Linked DNA regions of Sus scrofa: all the other regions are linked to region 1. A link is a contact called in public Hi-C data. All regions are on one chromosome and are shown on one strand. Each heading gives the region's core, a stretch centred on a gene start, on an enhancer-like site or on the middle of the called end of the contact. The rest is flanking DNA. Distances are from core to core; before and after follow the strand shown. Region 1 overlaps AUH (methylglutaconyl-CoA hydratase, mitochondrial). Region 2 has its middle 160 kb from the start of SYK. Region 3 has its middle 210 kb from the start of SYK.

The links. Hi-C and Micro-C count contacts between places; a contact is called where the count stands out from the background.
Region 2: a contact with region 1 is called in a Hi-C map of liver, with 1.6 times the contacts expected there. The contact joins two enhancer-like sites. A contact is called at or near these places in 1 of 5 promoter capture datasets (liver), 1 of 47 Hi-C or Micro-C datasets (liver) and 1 of 2 datasets of contacts at active chromatin or transcription factors (alveolar macrophages).
Region 3: a contact with region 1 is called in a Hi-C map of liver, with 2.1 times the contacts expected there. The contact joins two enhancer-like sites. A contact is called at or near these places in 3 of 47 Hi-C or Micro-C datasets (embryonic fibroblasts and liver).

What each region holds. Positions count from the first base shown.
Region 1 is chr14:2,462,264-2,465,246 of Sscrofa11.1, forward strand. The region is part of intron 4 of AUH (methylglutaconyl-CoA hydratase, mitochondrial); the gene reads right to left. Among named protein-coding and RNA genes, the nearest start is that of AUH, 83 kb to the right of the region's middle. Within about 2 kb of position 1,523, at least 4 of the 83 cell types and tissues checked have an H3K27ac peak or open chromatin away from gene starts, as enhancers often do. A contact at or near this core is called in liver, where this site is marked.
Region 2 is chr14:2,257,287-2,260,269 of Sscrofa11.1, forward strand. No RefSeq gene overlaps it. Among named protein-coding and RNA genes, the nearest start is that of SYK, 160 kb to the left of the region's middle. Within about 2 kb of position 1,610, at least 35 of the 83 cell types and tissues checked have an H3K27ac peak or open chromatin away from gene starts, as enhancers often do. A contact at or near this core is called in liver, where this site is marked.
Region 3 is chr14:2,308,945-2,311,927 of Sscrofa11.1, forward strand. No RefSeq gene overlaps it. Among named protein-coding and RNA genes, the nearest start is that of SYK, 210 kb to the left of the region's middle. Within about 2 kb of position 1,412, at least 1 of the 83 cell types and tissues checked has an H3K27ac peak or open chromatin away from gene starts, as enhancers often do. A contact at or near this core is called in liver, where this site is marked.

The DNA of each region.
Region 1 (2,983 bases), core at 273-2,772:
CGAATCCAACTAGTATTCATGAGGACGCGGGTTCAATCCCTGGCTTTGCTCAGTGGGTTAAGGATCCGTCAGCTGTGGCATAGGTCAGGCGCAGCTCGGATCTGGCATTGCTATGGATGTGGTCGACAGCTACAGTTCCTATTTGACCCCTAGCCTGGGAACTTCCATATGCCATAGGTGTGGGCCTAAGGAGAAAAAAAAAAAAGTGAAATAAATAAATAACTTAAATCCATACTAAATAAACCTATGTAAATTAACACTAATGATAAGATGAAAATGAACTTTATATAATGCAGAGAAGAAAAACATCTAGTAAACAGACAAATATATGAAACTGAAGCACCGAAAATACGCCCAAATCCACAAAACTGCCTTACCAAGCTTTACGCTTTAATTCTACAGTTTGGAAAAGCTGCTGTTCAATTAAGCTAGGCTATGTGGAAAACCCCATTGGAATACACTTCCTGAGCAAGGCAAATGACGCTATGCCCAAGACTTGCCCTTCTGGCAGAATTGAAGAGGAGCAGGTACCCCTAACCACACAGAATAGAGGGACAATCTGCTAAGCAAGGAAGGGGCAAAAGGAGCGAGAGAAAAAAAGACCTTTCTTTATAAACACAAACAGCTTAGGCAGGATACTGATGATGAGAAACTAAACCACTACACATATTGAGTCCTCATTACCTACCAGAATACCTTTAAAGTGCATGTCCGTTTATTCCTTTCACCCCATAATACCATTATAAAATACTCATGATGACTATCACACTTTATGGATTGGGAGATGAAAGCACAGAGAGGCAAGTCACTTTCCCAAGGCCCCTGAGTGAGGATTCCGTCCATTCCAGGGTCCACATGCAATGAGGTTACCAGTTTTATGGTAGTTCACATATTTTATCAATGTCTTTCTAAAACACTGAACTGATGCATAACTGATTTCGAAGTAGCTCATTTAAAATATCAGGTATTTTAGGACCTACAGACAATTAGGTGCTACAGATAATTACAGAAGAGTCCTATGGTTACTCCCTGTTTTTCAAGTATTTGCTTCTGGCTAATGAATGGAGCAGGGAACCCAATCAAGTTTAAAGTTGGCCACAGAAAAACAGAATTCAAAAATACATGTATTAGGTGAGTTTTCTCGACCACATGAGCCAGATGCCAGGCCAGGATGCAAATTGTACCATGGCGTCAGGTAAAAGTCTGCTTAATAAAATATCCCCTTGCTTTTCATAAGATATCAACGTCAACAAGTCAAATCTTCAAGCTGAACAGAAACCTCATAATTTATCATCTAACAGGGTGACTATGACCATTTCCAGACGCTTCCTCTTCCTCTGAAATGCTCATGACCAAGTGTAACCACTAACAGGTCAAGAAATAAATTAATTCCAGGGCACTGGAAATTATGTTCATGAAATGAAAAGTGGCCTTGCTGACATTGCATCACTATTTCTAGACAGTGCACTTGAACATCAAATAAATCTCACATCATGGAGACATGTCAAAAGCCAGTGACCTACTTTCATTAGGGTGGGAAAGGAATAGCAATCTGTCCTTTGAGACTAGGACCAAAATAGCTTCCCTAAAGCACTCCTTCATGCTTTTTAAAAGTTTTAAATAATCTTTTATGCAAAGGAAAAATAATAGCTAGAACCAGTATCAAATGTGAATTTTCTTTATGTATCCTAGTAAGTTAATTGTAGCTCTCATAATGCTATCAATATTTTCAAAGCTTGGAAAAAAATAAGAATCAGTAAAATTAAATAAGAAATTGTTTTCAATACCTAATAATTTCCTAATATAGGCAACCATACCACACCAGCAGACCAAGATTATTTCTGAGAAACTCCATAAAGATAACTGGCTGACTTCGCCAATGTCACATCCAAAAAAAAATTGCAAGTAATAAAACACAAAACTTTTAAAAAAGAAGTATCTTATAAATATACACAAAAATATAGGGAAATATTGAACCTACGCACAGTACCATAGAAACAAAATCTGGCACAATATATAGTGGCAAAAAGCAAAAACAATTCACTTCAAGAAGAGCTGAGCAAGAAGTAAGTCTAAAAGACACTGGGCCTATTAAACTTATTTATATGGGATTTCTTACTGAAATAAATAATGTGAAAAATAGAATAAAATTATCTCTTAGAAAAGTTCCTACAAACCGTATATGTCTACAAGATACATAAACACGTATAACAAACCAACTCAAAGGCAGAAAATAAAAGGCTGGGTAAGACACATCAGGCAAACGATGTTCAAATGAATTAGGGTTCAACATACCACAATAAGGTCAAAGAGAATTCATGGCAAAAACATGTCATGGGAAAATAGGAGTATGTGCTATGTCACCCTGATGAAATGGTATAAACCGTAATGAGACACATGACATCTCCAGGCACCAAAAAAACATGGAATTGAAATGTTTATACAGTTAACCCTTGAACAATAGAGGTTGAACTGTGTAAGCCCACTTACATGGGGATTTTCTTCAGTAAATGTGTACTACAGTATTACGTGATCCTTGGTTGGCTGAATCTGCAGATATGGAACCTGCATATAACTATAAAGTTACACACACATTTCCCACGGCCTGGGGGGTTGGCACCACTAACCCCTGGTAGTTCAAGGGCCAGGTATACAAGAAAACTTGAGAGTAAAACAAGAAATTGACAGGAAATACAGTATCAATGGGTACTTTAACCTACCTCTCTTCACTCTGACAGCTCAAATACACAAAAACTGGAAAAGAACATAATAAATAAAATGTATTTTGTAAACTGTATCTAAACCCTACAAACGAAATGGGTGCTTTCTTTTCAACGGCTGTGGAATACATATAACAACACTGGCCAATACAACTGTTATATAAAATGAAGCTGCAATCACTTCCCAAAAAAGTAGCGCTATAGAAAACATTATCTGAACATGTAGTAATGCAGCTAGAAATCACACTAAAAATAACTTGGAA
Region 2 (2,983 bases), core at 360-2,859, 200 kb before region 1:
TAAAAAATTCAGACCACTCTCCAGTTTTGAGGATTCCATCCTTTGCCAACTTGGGTGGAAGATGACAGTGTGCAAATTATCTGCAGGTCCGATTTCTGCCTAGTCACGGGGAAAAGGAGTCCGGACCCAGCCTGGGATTTGCTCATCTGGGCCAGGTGCCCAGCTGGGGGCACCAAAGGAGTGAGTCCTGGAAGGGCACCTTTGTGAAATTCACAAAAAAGGGGAGCAGTGGGCCAGGAGGGTACTAGCACAGGACAGCAGTTTGTCCCTCAAGGCACAGCTGCCTGCCTTACAGGCATCACCTCCACCAAGAGGCTGCTTGACCCCAGAGGGTGAGTGACAATGCTTGTCTGACAAGGGAGAGCAGACTTTTGACACCTGGCTGTGTTCTAGAAGCATGGCCAGGGCTCCTTGCTTTTCCAAAGCGGTCCTCCAATGGTCAAGCTCCCACTGAGCTCTCACAACACAGCATCCTTCTCCCGGGTCTTCTCTGCACGCTCCCCACCCACAGAGGCCCTCTCCCAGGGGAGGCAGCAGCAGGCTGCCTTCTTGCACTCCTCTCCCGCAGAAGGACACTTGGGGGCAGTCATTCAACACTGCACACACTTCATCCCCTGCGAGGCTCCTGCTCACCCAAGAACCAAGAACGCAGCCTTCATCTGGGGTGTCCCGGACGCTCTGTGACAGTCTAATCAGCAAACAAGACTACAGGTGATGGTGCTGGCACTTGGCCACATGGTCCAGCCCCACCAGCCTGCAGTCCACCCACTTGGGCCGGACGAAGAAGCTGGACAGCGCCACTCGCAGGACTTGTAAATACAGCCCCTGCTCTCACGCTCAGCAAGTGGGAAGAGGGAACAGGTTCAGAGAATACTGTTTTCAGTGGATTTAGAGAAACACACCTAGACACAATGTCATTTCCTTGTCATTCTTCCTCTCGTTCTCTTAATAACCCTGACGTTCCCTGCAGGCATGCAGGGAACCCTTCATCTCAGTGAAGGAGACATGTAAGGTCTCTACGTCACACAAGCATTGGGTCTTAAGCAAATGAGGAGAGGGACATAAAACAGACTGAAATTACAGGCTGGGTACGTTTCTGCCAGAGTCTTCCCTGGAGTTTGGGACTCTTGGTCCTTCTCCACTGCGTTACCCCCCATCATGGCATTTTAATGGATATAGGAACAACACCCCACAGCAGTCTGGTATCTCAGGATGAAAACATTCAGAAACAGGCAATACGCTTACACACAACAAGTTCAAGAAAGGGGGGGGGGGGCGGCTAATAAATGAACAGAAGTTCAAAGGAAGCTGAGTGATGTAAGACGTTTGGCGATGACTCACACGTGGGGCATTCAAGCCGGACTTTCGCAAACAAGGGGGTGGCGGGCAGAGTCAGCAAGCACAGCCATGAAGTCCATCAGCCCAGCCTCGGGAGGGACGGGGGTGCTGCAGAGCTGGGACCCAGGGCTTGCTTGCCAACAAAATGACCCCACGCCTGCTCTGTTATTTCTGTATTTCTGAGTGGCAGCAACCCCCACAGGAAGGCGCTCCGTTCACCACCGCAGTGCACCCCCACACGAGTCCCAGCTGAGGTCCTCCTCACAGGGGCAAAGGCAGTCCTGTAAAAGAGAAACGGGATCTGATTGAAGCTTAACGTGATTCTTCATTGTCACGACAAAAGTATCTTCAGATCCACGCGCAAATGACAGCCCGAAAGGAAAAGATGTGAGCCTGTGTTGTATGTGTGAGAGCGTAAGAGGGTGTACGTGTGTGTGTGCATGTACTTAGGGCAAAAGACACACACCCACAGTCTCCAGAGGATTACAAAAAGTCCTCTGTACTAAAGAATTTCAGACCGGTTTGATGATTCATTTAGGGGAACTGCTGACAGCTCATGAAGGAAAAGAGTTTGTGCACATGTGCGCTGTCCAGTGCTCACTAAGTTGTGTCCCTAGCAGGGGAGGTCCACCGCCTTCAGGCTTCGTTGAAAAGGAGAAGCTGAAAATCAGATGCATACACGAGCGTGTGATCTGACAGATCAGATGTTGGAGGAAACACTTGAGAACCGACGTGGTTCAAGGAGAGCAAATATTTACAGGAGTCAGGGCAGCTTTCTACTTCCTCTGCCCCCTTCTTCTGGAATCTTCTCCCTCCCTGGTTGCTGGGGGTCCGCCTTCTTTCCCAGGTCTCCCCTGGGTGTGGGATGCAGTGATGGACGGGGGTACCAGCCCCTCTGGCTTGCTGGGGCTTCTCCTCTGTTAACTGTGATGCTTTGGGCAGATGTTGACGAGCTCATGGAGCACCTGCGAAAATGTGGGGAGCCCAAGTGTCAGGCACCATCAGGACAATGAAAGAATGGCACCCTCCCCTCGCAGAGTGGTCCTGTGCCTATAAGGCCAGATCCTGCCCACCCAGGGCAGCCATCACTGACACACACACTCACACACATTAGCACAAACACATGCCCACCCTCGCACCACCATATACACTCACAAACATCCAAACACACCTGCTCACATATGACTCCCAGGCAAACACTCACACCCACGTACATACACTCACAACATCATACACACAAAAATGCATGCATATACACTCTCACTGGCACACAATCACACACTCACCCCTACACACACACATGTATACACATGCTAACATATCGCTTCACACACACATGTGCACACACACACACTTACACATACCCACATACATTCATACAAACATACACATACTTGGGTCCTAGGTGAGACCACCCCATGCCCCACACTACCCCATGCCCCAAGTCTAGCTGTCTTGGGTCAGCACAGACCTAAGACCCAGAGTCCCCTACTCTCTGGAACATAAAGTACCTCTGACATCTGTCTGGGGGGACTTGGGCCAGCCCAGTGGCAGGTTGCTACACTGTCACAAAGTGCCCCGTGGGCTGGCCCTAATACCCTCCAGAAGGGTCCAGGCTGTCAGGCTGCCCAGGGTCACACATCCC
Region 3 (2,983 bases), core at 162-2,661, 150 kb before region 1:
TCCCCCATAGGAAGGTGACCTTGCCTAAAAAAACCTACTCTTGCGTGAAGCTTCCTCTTCCCACTCCTGTCAGCCTATAAAAGCCTTCGTTTGTATAGCTCCTCAGAGCTCCTTTCTAGATAGCACTAGATAGAATGCTGCCTGATTCATGAATCATTGAATAAAGTCTCAGAGATCTTGAAATTTTCTCAGTTGAATTTTTTTTTTTTACACAAGTGTTTAATTCTTTCATGTGTAAAGTCCAGTCACATCCTTAACCTTTTCTGAAAGTTTGGCACTAAAAATCAGAAGGAAATAAGGCATAACACAACGGCCAATTACCTTAAATACTTTTAAAATATAAACTAAAGCAAGATGTGGAAAAACATTTCAATGTCTGACAGATTAAAGATTTAACAGCACAGAAATAAACGCTCTATCCTACCCCTGAGGGAATTCTATGCAATGAAATGTAGGAAAAGTAAATAAAATATCTTGAAACATTAATTCGTTAAGTGTACTTGACAAACTATAGCATAAAATTTTTTCTATCAAACTCTTACTTTGGGCTGAAAAAAGGAAAAGGTATTCTAGGTTTTTTATTAATAAGATAAAATTCAAAGTTTGCTTTTGGAGTTCCCATTGTGGCGCAGTGGTTAACGAATCCGACTAGGAACCATGAGGTTGCAGGTTCGATCCCTGGCCTCGCTCAGTGGGTTAAGGATCCGGTATTGCCTCAAGCTGTGGTGTAGGCCGCAGACATGGCTCGGATCCCAAGTTGCTGTGGCTCTGGCGTAGGCTGGTGGCCACGGGTCCGGTTAGACCCCCTAGCCTGGGAACCTCCATATGCCGCTGGAGTGGCCCTAGAAAAGGCAAAAGAGAAAAACAAAAACAACAAACTCAAAGTTTGCTTTTAAACTAAACAGTAACAAGTATGTTTTATTAAAAAGAAATATATGAACTTTTTTTTAAAGTCTAACTCTGTAGGTATTAAATAAAGAACAACCAAGTTCTGCATAAAAAGACACACATTCATAGATATTCTTCTTTTCCTTCTTACTCAAAAGGGAGCTCATACAAAACTGGAGGGTTTTAGGGAGTTCCTGTCGTGGCGCAGCGGTTAACAAATCTGACTAGGAACCATGAGGTTGCAGGTTCGATCCCTGGCCTCGCTCAGTGGGTTAAGGATCTGGCCTTGCTCAGCCTCAGTTGAATTTTTCAACATCACTTTTAAGAGCCTTCCCTCTGACCCTTCAGCCTCCAAATCCTGACCCAGCTCAGTGTTTCAAAACTCTTCATCAACTTAAAACAAATACAATTCTTGATTGCCAAGTGGATTTTTCAACTTGTCCCAGTTTCCTCATTACTTTGTTTTGTGTTTTCCTTCCATTTGAGAAATATACGCCCTTCCAAAATGGCTCGTTTCCCTCTGGTCTTTGGCTTGTCTCTGTTTCTGCATGCCAGAGGTTGGGGGTGCTGTTTAGTCAGGTCTCAGCTGTGGTGAAGGCACCAACCTGTGGGGCAGTCACAGGTTTCTGGTTCTATAACTGCAAGCCCACACCTGCAGCAAGAAGTGCCTCTGGTCAGCACATTTATACACCTATACAGGCAGCACCAGATCAGGAGACTGAGTGTCCACCCAAACCCCATGACCCCCAGGTCCAAGGGGGCTGTGACAGCACCAGGCACACTCAGAGCCACCAAAGCATCAAGGGATTGCTGAGCCTCCTCAAGTACTGGAGTCATAAACACATTTTAAAAAGGAAGAGTTCCCACTGTGGCTCAGCAGGTTAAGACACCAACTAGTATCCATGAGGGTGCAGGTTTGATCCCAGGCCTCGCTCAGTAGGTTACAGCTGCGATGTTGCCTCTAGCTGCAGTATAGGTCACAGACGGGGCTCGGATCTAGTGCTGCTGTGGCTGTGGTGTAGGCTGGCAGCTGCAGCTCCAATTGGACCCCTAGCCCAGAAACTTGCATATAAAAGAAAAACAAATAAATAAAAATAAAATTAAAAAGGGGAAGTGGATTCTGTGGACAAAGCCAAGTGCAGGAGGGCGGACTGGCCCATTTGGAAAGCAGCTATAAACACCACTATACCACCAACGCCACTCAGACTGGCCCCCTTGGAAAAGTCTGGAGGACAGGCCATCCTGGCTGTGGGAGTCGGGCTCCAGCCAGCCATGGCAGGGATCTGGTGGTGGCCCAGGGCCCCGGGGAAAACAAGGGTGTGGGGAAGGCTTGGGAAGAGACTGCCCTTGGTGATGGCTTTGCCACATGGAGTCAGCGCAGCCTGAATTCCTCGGTGCTCCCAGGGAGGGAGCTGCCCCTGTGAGCCCTGGGCTGGAGGACAGAGAGCAGCAGCCAAGCAGGGGCCCTCCTGGACCACCCCAGCTCCCCCTCTAGCTCTTCCCAAGAGGGACACCCAGGCCTTCTCCTCCTGGCCAGATGACCCACCCCAGGCCAGTGATTATCTTGTCATCACAGAATGTCACCATGCCCAGCAATGGCAATGGCTTTTCATAAGCAAATTCCATACCCCGTGCTTCCCATTCTAGCCAAACAGTTGTGCTGGCTTAGTGAGGGGGATAAACTCGAATTACCAGAGGCCTGTTCCCATTGTATTAACCCGGGACTCTAAATGGAGTGGCTTCTGTAATCCCGCAGGCATTCATTAGAGAGCCCACTGGAGCCGGGTGTACCATTGCCCCGGTTGGTGGTTTTCTGTGGGTGCTGGGGGTGGGATGGAGCTGCAGGGCCCAGACAGGGAGAGTGTGACACCCAGGCTGACACAGGGTAGGGCTGTGGTGGGGGAAGGAATTCCTCAGGTTCAGACGAAAGAGGCAATATTAAATGACTCAATTTCAACCTCAACGTGGTTATACTTGTCTGGGTTTCTGCACTCTTTTCACAGAACTGCCCAGTGTTATGTGTCTTGGTTTGGGTTCACGGACATGCCAGACAACATTCCAGTGCAGGCAGAAAATTTGGGGGAGGGGAGCGTTC